2 separate regions of the Gossypium raimondii genome follow, and region 2 is linked to region 1. The links are chromatin contacts, called in public Hi-C maps. All regions are on one chromosome and are shown on one strand. Each heading gives the region's core, a stretch centred on a gene start, on an enhancer-like site or on the middle of the called end of the contact. The rest is flanking DNA. Distances are from core to core; before and after follow the strand shown. Region 1 holds the start of LOC105804712 (zeta-carotene desaturase, chloroplastic/chromoplastic). Region 2 holds the start of LOC105804708.

What was found. A called contact is a pair of places that touch in the nucleus more often than the background predicts.
Region 2: a contact with region 1 is called in a Hi-C map of leaf, with 2.4 times the contacts expected there. The contact joins the promoter of LOC105804708 here to the promoter of LOC105804712 in region 1. A contact is called at or near these places in 2 of 2 Hi-C or Micro-C datasets (both in leaf).

What each region holds. Positions count from the first base shown.
Region 1 is chr11:10,348,537-10,355,514 of ASM2569854v1, forward strand. LOC105804712 (zeta-carotene desaturase, chloroplastic/chromoplastic) reads right to left here and starts at 3,372. Exons shown (of 14, transcript XM_012637417.2): 1 at 2,862-3,372; 2 at 2,297-2,421; 3 at 1,954-2,088; 4 at 1,697-1,769; 5 at 1,451-1,524; 6 at 1,140-1,244; 7 at 593-837; 8 at 387-474; 9 at 129-171; 10 at 1-39. The coding sequence starts at 2,982.
Region 2 is chr11:10,476,390-10,483,453 of ASM2569854v1, forward strand. LOC105804708 reads right to left here and starts at 4,419. Exons shown (of 9, transcript XM_012637413.2): 1 at 4,118-4,419; 2 at 3,233-3,297; 3 at 2,734-2,782; 4 at 2,302-2,396; 5 at 2,058-2,143; 6 at 1,891-1,950; 7 at 1,710-1,791; 8 at 1,163-1,276; 9 at 547-997. The coding sequence starts at 4,304. The coding sequence ends at 833. It overlaps LOC105804700, which reads left to right and starts at 4,665. Exons shown (of 20, transcript XM_012637402.2): 1 at 4,665-4,905; 2 at 5,276-5,354; 3 at 5,452-5,640; 4 at 5,776-5,984; 5 at 6,150-6,222; 6 at 6,300-6,356; 7 at 6,899-6,978; 8 at 7,060-7,064. The coding sequence starts at 4,691.

The DNA.
Region 1 (6,978 bases), core at 2,122-4,621:
CTGATGGAAGCAACCTTTTTATTCCGGGGACATCACATGCTGCCATCAATAGAGAAACAATGATAAAGGATCATTTTCGGTAAAACACAAAGTTAAAGTGGAAACCTTTTGAAGATCCGACTACAGACCAGCAACGTAAGCATCAGCTTTTACAATTTTCTGGTTTGTAGCCTGCAATAAAATGAAAATGAAAAGGAAAATGAGAAATCAAAATCTTAACATTTTTAAGAAATTCAGTTTGCATTTAAACTTTTTTGCATATCATACAACCGATATTAACATGCCAATCCTTACACAAGCTCATTCTATGTAACTGTTCTAATCAAACGCGTGAATTGCAACTAAATTTCCAATATTTAGATGAAGCAACATTAGAGGTGATTTACTTTAGACATGGCAAGTCCCGTGACATATATCTCTCCATCAGCGGATTTATCGTAAAGTATCTCTCTGCATCCCCACCTCATATGGAACCTGTTTTAGCAAATAAAGTTATTAAACAAGAGAACTAAGTCAATTCTTCATAGAAGAAACCTTTAAGTGAACCATTATCTACCACTGAATAGTTTGTATGCCTATATTAATAACATACCTGCCTCCTCTTTCTGTGATATAATTTCTGATGGGACCACTCAAGTAAACATCCGGAGAACCCTTCAGCATTCGCAGAAGGGAAGCCTCTGTCTTGGTGGCAAACAATGAGAAAATAGTGAGCATGCAACGAGCACTTATGTTATCACAGTCGATAAAACCCAAGGCATAAGCAACAGGATCCCACATTCTCTGGATACTCATGCGTGTACCACCTTTAGACAAAAACCAATCAGAGAAGCTTATCTGCAAGAAGTAAATGGTTTTTAATTATATGAGAAATGCGTAGCTAAAAAATAAAAGAAAATGCCAAGAAAAGTTGTTTACTGGAAAAGAAGAATACAGAGAAGAGCAATCATGATTGAAGGAAAAGAAAAGCATGAGAATTATGATGATGGATCAAAGTAAAGACACTTCATTCGAGTTCAATTACCTTCAAAACAAGAATGAAAGAACGAAAGAAAAAGGATCACATATGGTGTAGGACAACTTCATGCTAATTATATGTTAATTGTTAAGAAAGCATCTATTAAAGTAATCTTACATACACTATCCAAATCTCTTATATCCCTCATCGCTCCATCTGGATCGACAAGAGCCTTCACAACTGGACTTAGGGCAAGTGCCACGGCATTTCTTGCTTTATCATACGTCTGAAATTGAAAAAATAATAATAATTGAGTAGCTTAAGCACCATCTACTTTAGCTTAGGAAACGAAAATAGAACTTGTATTAACAGAGAAGGTATATTGTAGACACTATAACTTAAGAATTCAACAATACATGTCTTAGAAATGCCATTGATGATATGACTGAGTCAGTACCGATAATTATTGCTAAGAAAAGGATAGTAGAAAACCTTCAGTTGATTTGTAGATAAAAAGGCACTAATTCCATGGATGGGAGCTCCAACTGGAAATCTAAAATCAAGTTCTGCATCCGAACTCAAAGTCATAAAATTGAACAAAGGAAAGCATGAGTAAAAGAATAACATTTTTAGTTCAATTTTTCGAAGTAAGATCCTAGCATAAAAAATATCATAAGATCCTAGCATAAAAAATATCATCTTAGAATTTGTTTAAACACAATTCAATGCAAATCATACCACCAATTTCACCCCCTTTGTTTACAAATGTGTGAGTATGATCCTTCACAAGTAGATTTTGATCTGCACCCACCTAGGATCAAGTAGGGGTCAGGAGAAAAATATCAGAGGCCAGATAAACAGTTGAGAGTTGAGACTACATTAAAAGGATGATACTATGTTAATTGAACTTGAGTATGAGTGTCAGATACGATATAATGGCATGAACAATAGTGTCCAATGACCATGAAAAACTATTATAAGGCCTTCTGCTTCACCTTTTTCATCAACCGGAATAGATTGTTGTAGCAACCAAAAAAAACATGCAGCCCCATCTCAATGTGGTTTCCTTTTCTATCAACAAAAGAACCTACTTTGCCTCCAATGAAAGGCCTAGACTCGAATATATCAACCTGAAGAAATCAAAGTAATCATCAAATTACAGCTACTATATCGAGAAATCACTAAACTATGTATATTTAAGGAAAAAAATGTTGCAGAAATAGGTTTTCAGAAACTGAAAGTTGCAAAAATATGATTCTGCTTTGAAATTCTTATTCCTACTGAAATGCCAATCCAATTAAGATATTGTAGAAACAGGCAACTAGAGATAAGAAAAACCTCATGGCCTTGATCCAATAGCTCAACAGCTGTTGACATGCCAGCAAGACCAGCTCCAATAATAGCCACCTTCAGCTTTGGTCCTCTATAATGTTCAGGTTCAGGTGGAAACAATCCCTTTGGAGCTGCCAAGTAAACAATCCAAGTATCTACCATGATGATATGGAACTTTAAATCAAACTAAAACTATAATTTATCTAACATGATTAGCTGCATTCAATGCCATTGATCTTTAAAGGATAGGAAACAAGAACTCTTAAGTCATCTCCCTACAGAATAACTTCAATTCATTATACAGCATTTCCTTTTATTCCAAGATGGTAGGCAAAATTAAGCTACTAAATAATTTACGACACAGTACTTTCCAAGTATGATAAAGCAAACCCCATTTTCAGCTTCCAAAATCCCATCTCCAAGCTATGGCGTCCTTGTAAATTTAGCTAAACTATATACAATTCACTATGTTATCTACCAAATAAAAACACAAAAATATCAGAAAAAACAAGAATACCCAGAATCCAAAAGAGCCCCCCCCCCCCAAAAAAAAAAAAGGAGAAAAGATTACCATTAACACTCATATCGGAAACATTGGTATCCAAAGAAGACTTCACAAAGAGCCTTGTAGACTTGACCCGAACCATTGAACCCAAACCAGTGGCTGCAAACAGAACAGAAGCAGAAGCCATAGGTGACCCAAAAAAATATGGAACCTTAACTTTCCTCCTAAAAACAGCAACAAGTGACAATTATCTTTCTTTGATTAACCAAGAAATAAAACAGTGGAAGTTTTGGGAATTAAGATGCAGTAAAAGAATCCATTGAAGAATTCAACTACAAAGCTTCTCTTTTTTTCTTAATACTGCAACATTAAAAAGCAAGCCTTTTTGAGCTTGGAAGGTAAGACGAATGTGGAAGAAATGAAAGAAATAATGGGCTACAAGTGACTTTGTCACTAACTTATAATGGACCAACCAAAACCAAATACTTTTGTTATCAGTTCACAGTACAAAAAGATTTTATCTTTTGTGGAGTTTGATGATGATGAAGTTGAGATTAACATTTTTAATGGAGGGTGCCATTTTTTTCCCTTATCTTTTGTTGTTTTTTGTTTATAAGTGAAATTACCTATAAGGAAGAGGAAGGACCACGATAGTCCTCTTATTGTTGCCTAATTTCTGGCATACTGACATCATGACTCCATATTAGACAAATATAGTGGAGGGGTTTATAATTTCACCTTTTTATCATCTCTTTTCTTTTTGGATAAACTACACTCAAAAGTTATAAGTAAATTTATATTTTATTCACTCAATTTTAAAAAACTGTAAAATAGTCATTGAATTATTCAAAAGTTTTTATTTAAGTCATAGAATTATTCTAAAGTTTTTTTTATGTCACAAGGGGCATATTTTAAAAAAAAAGTTTGGTTAGCGAGTTCTAAGCGACGATTCGACGACCGGTACGATGAATCAGTATCCATCAACGAGTAAAAAAACACACCCTAGATCCAAGTCGGCAGTGTCGAAAATCGGAGAAGAAAGATGTTTGGATTTTGGTTCGCAAATTTGTGACATTCAAAGTTATTCATTAAAAAAAACTAAATTGTAAAAAAAAAGAAATGAGAACTTTTGATTGGTGTAAACGATGCAAATAAATAATGTCATTTTACAGCAGTTTTAACAATCCGGTAACTTAAATGAAAATTTTCAAATTATTCAATAATCACTTTGTAATTTTTGAAGTTGGACGATCAAAATATAAATTTACTAATAATTTAATCACCTTAGATATAATTTATCTTTTTTCTTTTTCATATTGAAGAGAGAACAATAGAAATTGAAACTCTATCCTTGAAGTACAAATAAAAGGTTTATTTAATGTTCACTCAGCACATAAGTTGTAAAAATTATTTCGATCAAATTTAAACTATAAAAATGTAAATTAAATTGAACTCAGATAAATTTTTAGGTTTGGACTTAAATTTATATTATAATATGTATTTTCAACCATATAATATATTAATTATGTCACATAATTATTTAAAGATATTATGTAAAAGTATTAAAAGATGAAAATATTATTAGAATAATATTTAGGGTAAACTTTTAAAATAGTCATTTTTGTTTACCTCGAGTTACATTTTAGTCACTTATATTTGAAATATTACGTTTTAGTCACTTATGTTATTGCGTTGTAATATTTTAGTCACTGAGCCGTTAATTGCCATTAATGGTGTAACAGTAAGCTGACATGACACGTTAAATAATCATTTCAAATAAAAATTTTAGGTTAATTTATACAATCGGTCCCCACAATTTTTCATTTTGAGCAATTTAATTTTTTTCTTTTATGTTCTTTTAACTTTATTTTTCTTTTCTTTATTTTTCATTCTCTTCTGCTTTTCCCTTTGTTTTCCTCCCTTCTCCATTTCTTTTAACGTAGTTTTTCTATGTTTTTATTTGTTAAAACTAATCCCTATACTTTTATTTTTTGACCAATTTAATTTTTTTCGAGTGAAGCAAGCTTGTGGACTAATTTTAAACAAATGAAAAATATAGAAAAACCACGTTAAAAGAAACGAAGAAGGGAGGAAAACAAAGGGAGAAGAATAAGAGAATGGAAAATAAAGAAAAAAAAAGAGTTAAAAGAACATAAAAAATTTAAATTGCTCAAAATGAAAAAAAAATATAGGGACCAATTGTAGAATTTAACCTAAAATTTTCGTTTGAAATGATGATTTAACGTACCACATCAGCTTACCGTTACACCGTTAACGGCAATTAACGACTCAGTGACTAAAATGTTACAAAGCGATAACGTGACTAAAACGTAAAATTTCAACCATAAATAACTAAAATGTAACCTGAAGTAACTAAAAATGATTATTTTAATAGTTTACCCTAATATTTATTGTCTTTAGAAAAAAATACTTCCAAGTCATTTTCTAACTAAATTGATGCTCTAATAATAATTTGTAACTATAACTGTCGAAACCAGTTTTATATTTATTTTTTAAAAACGGGGTCGACTTTTTCAAAAACAAAAATTGGATTCGTCACCAATCTTTTATTAAGGTGTGATCGGTTCATCTTGAAAACGATTTTAGGTCTACGAATTTTGAGAAAATAGGTTCGGGAGTCAGTTACGTACTAGGAAGGGTTAGCACTCTCGTAACGCCCAAAATCGGTACCGAATTGATTGTTTAATGTCTTGGTGTCGTAAATTTGAAAAGATTTTAAAAGAAAACTTTTTAACTTGAATGAATTAAAATAATAAAACATTCTTATTTTAAAGAAATAAAACATCACACCCAGTGAGTTAGGGCGCAACATTTTTAATCTGCAAAATTAAGTTTGTCTTTTGATTTAAAACTCATGCATTTAAATTTCAAAAGGATATTCGACTATTTGGGTTAAAAGAGAAAAATCAAAACCCAGTAAGTTAGGGCACGGCCACCCGAATTTCCCAAATACAGAATATTGCATTTATTATTTTTAGAAAAATCCTCATCTTGAGAAAACAATGTGTCATATCCAATGCGTTAGGACACAACGTATTGATTTCCCGATAATGAGCTTTTATGTTTTTTTATTAAAGAGCATTCCTGATTATTTAGATTCAACGAAGAAAATTAGAACCCAACACGTTAGGGCTCAATCCTCTCGAAGATCTCAAATATCGAATATTGCCTTATTTTGAAAGCCTTGGAACAAAAATAGTTTTAATGCTTTGACGAAACCAAATATATTTTCTTTTTAAAAAAATGATAAAATGTTAATATACAACATAAAACAAATACTTTAATATGAATTATATATGTATATGTATCTACAAAATATGTATATACATATAAGTACAATATATAAATAAAATTGAAAATATGTGTATGCATATATTAAAACACATATATGTAAGTATACATATAAAAAGAAAAAGAAAAGGAATGAAATATATAAAACAAAAAAACTTATAATAATCTCTAAAAAATATGTATATATATATATTAAAAACATGTATATGTGCATGGATTATAAAATAAGGAAAATGTATATGTATTATAAAATATAAATGTATATGTATATACATGTATATAAAAATTATGAAGATAAAATAATAATAATAATATAAATAAAATATGTACATGTATATCTTCTACAAAAGTTTAAAACATATATGCACATATATTTTGTAAAAAATATGTATGAACGTACGTGGAAATAATAATTATAATATTAATAATAAATAATAATAATAATAATGATAAAAAAGAAGAAGGGAAAAAATATTTTTTTTAAAAAGCAAATTGCAAAAAGGACTAAAGAGTCAGTAAAACTAAAACAACAGGAAATAAATGAAATTTAAGCAAAATGGTGGGTCAAATCGCGACACGCAAATTACATGGGGGGCCAAATCAGAAATAATCCGCTTCCCCAAAACGGTGTGCAGCGATGTGGACTAAAATGCCACACAGGTAAAATATTCAGGCCAAATTAAAAAAGGAAATGGGTTTAATTAAAGCGCGTCGCAAAAGGTGGGCCTAATTGCGCAAATTCCCCATTTAGGGCCAGAACGCGCGGACACTGTTTGCGGGTCGGGTCAACGCGCAGATCTGGCCCCTTTAAACGGCGCCGTTTTGTTTATGTGTTAAATTAAACACAAAAATAACAAAAAAGGATTAAAAA
Region 2 (7,064 bases), core at 3,169-5,668, 130 kb after region 1:
TACTTTGGAACACCTAATTTTATTGGAGAAGTTTTTTTTTTTTCTTTTTTTGAGTTTGACAAATTTATAGATCTGGAATGCCTCAGTATTAAAAGCTAAAAGCTTTGGTTAAGAAGTTTGAGAAAGAATGGCATAAAGCACCTATTTGTTTATAATATGTTTTGTGATGCTTGGGATAGAATTAAACCCTTTTTTCTGCCTTTTTTCTAATGGATTAGTATCATGTAACTTTGGTTCTCATTTGTGTTTATAGGTGGTGAAGAATTCATTGGAAATAGTATTTTTAACTAAACAAATTTCACTATAAAACCCTTTATTCTAGTTTTTTTCCTTGAAAAGACACATATTCTGAAAAATAAAATAATAATGGAAGAATATAATCATTCAAGAAAAACATTTTTTCAAAAATGAACATAATTGTGTCTAAGCACCTTTCCTATACAAATTTCGTACTAGAATGCGAATGTACCAAAAATGAAATTGTGAGGAAGATAGAAGAATCATCTCATAAGTTTCCTAGTTTTTTTTTAATGGGAATATCCTGAATAATACATCAAGAACTCAAGGAGGGTGGAAACTTTATATCATAAATTAGTCTTGTTTTGATAGCAGTGTACTGAATAATCCATCAAGACCTCTCAAAATAGATGACAAGAATGGCAAAATAAAGTGGAAAGCACACATGAATGGCAACTTGTAACTTGAATTCATCGAAGACTAAGACATTTTGAAATCTTTAGAACCGGAAATTATCTTCAAGTTCAACACCTTTTTCTATTCTAGAGTATGGGGCAATAATTCAAGTGTTAAATCGATGTCATCAGTGTTAAGACTAAATTTTCAAACTTCTTAAAGCAGAAGTAAGCAAACCGAGCTTGTCTGCGGCTCTTTGCTTGTATTCTTTCTCTAACACTTTTGCTGCCAAAGACTGGAGCTCTGGACTCTCCTTGTCTTCCTTGCTCCTTCCTTTTGAAAGCCGAGCTATGGCCGAGGTGCACTGAACAAGATGATTAAGTTTCATGTTAGAAAGATAAAATCTGACATAAGACGAGTGAGTGCGAAACCATTTTTTAATAAGATTTTGGTAATTATAAGGATAAAAGCCAATGCATGTCTATATAAATAGTAATGCAGACTCTTAAGCGAGAGAGAAGGAACTTACCAAGCAAATTCCGAGAAGTGCTCGGGTGTTCTTACCCCCCGTCAAATCAATAGTGGATGCATAATATTTCTTGGCAGTTTGAAGGTTTTCTAGTCCACCGAGTGTGTAGAGTACCTGTTGGTGAAAGGAATAATCATCAAAAACAATTCCGAGGAAAGCTAAAAGAGTTCCAGCTAGAAGTCTTTATGTTAAACCAATGTAAGATGGAAAGTATTATCTTTGCAAAGATTGACATCTAGTTACATCCATCGAGAAGTTACCTCCTTGTTTAGTCGGGAACCATTGTTGTTCTATAGTGAATCATGGTCCTTACATTATTCTTGCATATAGGCAACGACTATGGAAGTGGTTTTTTGTTTAACGGTCTTTAAATTTTTGCACTATCTTAATTACTATGGAACTAGTCCTGGGTTAGGTGGATTAATTATGAAAGAGAAGAAACCAAATGAAGAGTATTTGCAACAAGATGTAGAATGTTATTCTCTAGAGAACTTGGAATTCAAGAAACCACTGATGAAATTGCATCCTCGAATCAATATACACTTACATCAGCATAGGTCAAATGATATAATGGAACTGTAGGATGAGACAAAAGAAGCTCCTCATAGCAGAATGCTGCTTGCTTGTACCTGATTTATAAACAAAAGCAAAAAGGTTTAAGTTATTGCTACGTTATGAATTGATGAAGTAAAAGGAGATAATATTGAGTTATGTAAATTAGCACTCACATTTGTAGGGAGAGATATATATCTGCAAGTTCTCTCCAAGCATCATGATCAGCCATAAATCTAGCAAAGAAAAAGGGAAATTGGCTGATATTGAATTAAACATAACCCAAAAAGGACAGACACAAAGATCTATGACTGTAAAGAGAATTTTTTCTGAGATATCTTACATCTCAAGATATTTATTAAGCCATTCAATAGCCACTGAAATATTTCCTTGAGCTTTTGCCATGGCTACTCTCCTCTTATGTATTACCTGCATGAGAATAGAATATGTTATCATCGATTCTTTTTGTTCTATAAAAGAAACAGTCCAGAATATTTCTTAACAAAAAAGAACACCATTAAATTTCACAGTTTTGGGGGACGAGAGGAGAGAGAGAAAGGGGGGGAGGGGATGGCTGCAGAATTTACTTGATCAAGTGGATTGTCCTCTAAAAGGCTTGAGTAAGCTTTTTCTGCCTCAGCCCAGGATCCCTTTGCTTCAAGCAACATGCAATCCAGCCTGCCTGTAGACCACAACAAAATGAAACCACTATTTCATAAAATGATAGAACAAAGGAACACAATCATCAGCAACACATCCTTTTGGATCCAAAAGAATCGAAACTGATTCAAGAACAAATTTGTCCATCCTTATCCACACCATAATGCGATTGGTAGAACATTGGCCAAGATATTCAGAAGAAGCTTAATGTAAGAAGCATCAACTATCAAAGGGTAGGCCACGAATGTAGGATTCACAAAAGACTTAACAGCAAGATATTACAGACACACACGCCTGCACATTTTTAGTCACACAAACATAAAACATAGAACATATATTTCATCTTCATATATGCTTACCAACCCTTTTGCTCTCCGGAAATTTCTTGTGCAAAACCTTTATGCAATCCTGCAGTTTTAAATTGCACGAATTTACGTCAGGCAACTTTATAAGCCTACTATCAACTAGTACCTAGAGTATCTAAGCTACTCCACACTGCAGTCTATAGAACAGTACAAGAAACTAACAACAAGCATAACAATTGATGTCAGCAAACCCTAAAGCAACATTAATGAAACAAGAGTTGCACCATATTGAACACGCAACAGGGAAAGCCAAAATTTTCTAACTAATGCCTCAACAAAGAAAGAGATATCCAAGTAATAAGTACCACCTTAAAGAACTATTAGCATCCTCAAAAGAGAAACTATAAGAACAATGAGAGTAGTCAACCCAGTGGGACTGATACAAATTAAATAGGTAAAAGAAATAGAATATTCTTTCACATAAATGGAAATCTCCATATAAAAAATAAAATATTAAAATCAATCAAAAATGGAAAAAAAAAAAAGATTGTACCTTTGCAACATCGAGACATTGGCAATCCATAGCAGCAATAGCTAGCTGCTCATATAGAGTCCATTCTGTATTAAGATAAGCAGTTGTTAATTATAAACGTTCACAAACGTGCCTGATAAATTAATAGAAGCAACAATTTGGTCATAAGCAGACATCTAATCTTAAACAGACAACAATTTGGTCTAAACGCACCACTTAAAATCACATTCTGACAGATCAAAGGGTAACTGTTCCCAAGTGCCTACTGTTCTAGACTACAAAGTGAAATCCAATACCAAAATAAGTCTCGAATGATGCAATAGAACACGAGAAAATGTATAAAACTAAGATAACATCTCATATCTAACTTAGGATATATAACAAATGAAATGTCTAGAACTATAAAGTGCTACAAACTGTGCTTCATCAGGTACTCCTATCTTCTTCTGATTACTTCTCAAAATCTCAGTTGAAAAATCAAAATATTGAAAACTTAACCTGAGTTCCTAACCAACTAATTCTTATTCTAATACATACAAATTCAAATCAAGCTTGACACATTGAAATCTATACAAAGCTAGTAATACCACCTCAAAGTTCTCATCACACCCAATTTAAGTAAAATCTTCGATTTTTTTAAAACAGAAGTATAAAACCATAAAGCTTCAAACTTTGAATTCAAGTAAATGAATAACAGGGTAGCAAACAGTAAAGCTTCAATTTGTGAAATTCAAGCAAAACTCTAGTTAGCAAATAAACAAAGAACACAAAGCTCTAATACCAAATCAAATCTAATTACAAACAAAACCGATAAAAGAACTCAAAATTCAAACCAAACACTTTGAAATCATCCAATTCAAGCAAAACCCAATTTCAAAAATCAATCAAAGCTAGAAAAAAAAAAACCTTCAGGGCCAAGAGCAGATCGTTTTTTGGGGTCGTTTAAGATCGATAAGCCATACTTCAAGACTTTCTCTGAACGCCTAACTTTGAGCTTCCTGACAAGGCAAAGATACTCCCAAGCACCTCCTCCTCCATTGTCTACCTGGTTTTCAAGCCTGTTCAATTGGGTCTCCTCTGTTTTACTCACCATCTCTCTCTCTCTCAATGCAGGCGTTTTTCTTTTTCTTTTGCTCTGTTTTTGGTTTCTCTCTCTACTCTGGCTAGTGGCCTGTGTTTTGGATCTCTATAATGGGTCAACTCGTTTTTGCTTTTTGGAGCACTTTGTTTTTGTTGTCTTTGGTTACACTTCCAACTCCCTCATCATTGCCATTGTTGAAAGCCAATGGGCTTCATCACTGTTGCTCTTTTTCCTTTATTCTTTTTTCAATTTTCATCAAATCTATTTCTTGGTGTAATACCCAAACCATACAAATGGACTTAAAAGGCCCAAAATAAAGCAAGAAGGAAAAACCCCATCAAAGCAACAAAACGCATCGTATTACAGGATACCAGTAAACCCTGGGAAACCAGAAGAAGATGTGGCGTTGTGGTGTCTCAAGTCTAAAACCCAACTGTTACTTCCACTGCAAACGGAACTACTTGTCACTTTCGAAATCAAACTTGACAAAACACCCAATCACGAAATACTCAAATTATTCAAGTCTAACAATGACGACCATCACCGAATCCGATGTGGGAATCCTCTGTTTCATCTCAAACCTTCCTGGTTTTCGTGGCATCCTCAAACAAAGGTCAAGGGTCACTCCTTTTTTTTTTTGTTTTGATTTCTTTTAAACTTATCCTTTATGACCAAGTTTTGTGCTTTTTTTTGCAAATACCCTTATATTTAATTTGTTTATTTTCACATGCATGCTTGGCTATATGTTTGTTTGATTAAGATGGTGGAATCAGAGGTTTAGTCTTAGCTTCACTCAAGCCTGCGTTTTGGCAGTTGTGTCTTTGTGCGTATAATGAGGTTCTTTGTATTTAAAAGGAATGGAGAAATTTTGGAATGAGGAAAATTGCAAGTTTTGAGAGTGATTTTCTTTATTATGAATTGGTTATAATTGCAATTGGCGACGGAAAATTTTGTTATTTGATTGCTTTGAATTTTTTGTGTAGATATTCTGATTTCATTGTGAATGAAGTAGACACTGAGGGAAATGTTGTTCATTTGACCTCTTTAGATGCCCCTCCAGAGGTAATCTGACTCATTCCATTTTTTTCAAAAAATTATTTTTTGTACATTTAATATATTATAATCTTTTTCTTTTCGGACATGTTCTCGGGCTTTTCAGGAAGGTGAAACAAAAATATCTGATCAACTTAACAAAAATTATGCATCTGAAATTGAAAAATTCAGATCACTTGCCTGCGAAATTGATGTCGATCAGTTAGAAGCTTTCATTAACCAAATTACTTCAGGCAGTGAAGAAGATATCTCTCCCATTGTTCTGTCTCCAGATTCTGATAAATCTCATCGAACGGTAAGCTTTACATTCTTTTTCAATTTGTTTATCCTTAATCATTCTGTACCTTTAGCGTGTAGGGTGTTAGTCTATTACAAAGAGGGAATCAAACTAACTAGAAGAACCTTCTCATTTTGTTTTTGACATTTTCAGGCAATGCATAATTTCTTTAAGGAGAATCTTAGATTTCTAGTCACTGACACTGTTGATGGACCTGATTCTTCCTCAAAATGCATCCGCGTGAGGTTAAATTCTGGGAATAAGAACAAGGGAAGAAATTCGAATAAAAGGAAGAGAGGTGATAGGCCCTATGATAGTAGAGGTTCAAGCCACTGGCCAGCGCATCTTGGCAATTTTCTTAGGTAGCATGTTGCACTCCTACAATAATTTGATGCCTCTTAAAATAATAGGAGAAAAAACCCATGTCTAGCTTTCACCTTTCTGTATTCAATTGCTTATCAATGCCATGAAGTGTCTATTGCACTTGAACTACATTAGAAGGTGCTATCATTTATGTTAATATTCAGGTTCCATCTTTTCAAGGAGAATAAAGATACACAGGAAGCCTTAGGATTAATAGGAAAGATGCTTGGCATTCAGGTATGATAAATGATTTATATAAATCCTGTGGTTACCTATTCAACGGGAACCTTTGTCATTAATCTTTTGTTTGACAGCCAAGGTCTTTTGGTTTTGCGGGTACAAAAGATAAGAGGTCAGTTTCCACTCAAAGGGTAAGTTGCTCCTTTTTCTGCTGCTTTCATTCTAAATTAATTGGTGTTTTGGTTAACTTTGGGAGATTACTTGCTCTACCTTGCATTGTGTAGATGTAGTGTTAATTCTTTTCTGAACTAATTTTTGCAAAAGCTAGTCTTTAGCATCTTGAAGAAACTGATGGGTGGATGTCACTTTCAGAAATTTTATGAGGTACTAAGAAAAATGAAATTGCTACTAGAAGAACTGGGATATGCCAAAGATGCCATTAGGGGACACTTCTGTTCATTATGGTTCTTGCAGTTCTACCTCTAAACTCTTTTAGTAGTTATCCATTTCACGGGTATAGAGTTGTAAGCAATGGAACACTGCTGCCTGATTAATGGCTTGTCACTCTGTCTTCAATCTAAATGCCACAGGCACTTTCACTGTGTGTGGAAAATGGATGGTCTGGTTGCTATTTTATATTTTCATAATCATGAGCACTTCTATGTATATCTGGTTTTTATCTTCTTCTGCAAAAGGGATCATGTTTAAGTGGTGCAGTCTTTTGGGCTTCCAGGTAACTGTTTTCAAGCAGTATGCAAGTAGATTAGCTGCCCTCAATGACAGGTTGATTGGTATTAAGGTGGGAGACTTCTGGTAAGGTTAATGGATATAACATTCTATTCCCTTTAAGGTATTGTGTTATGAACCATTATTTATAGTGTGATTATCATCCAGCTATG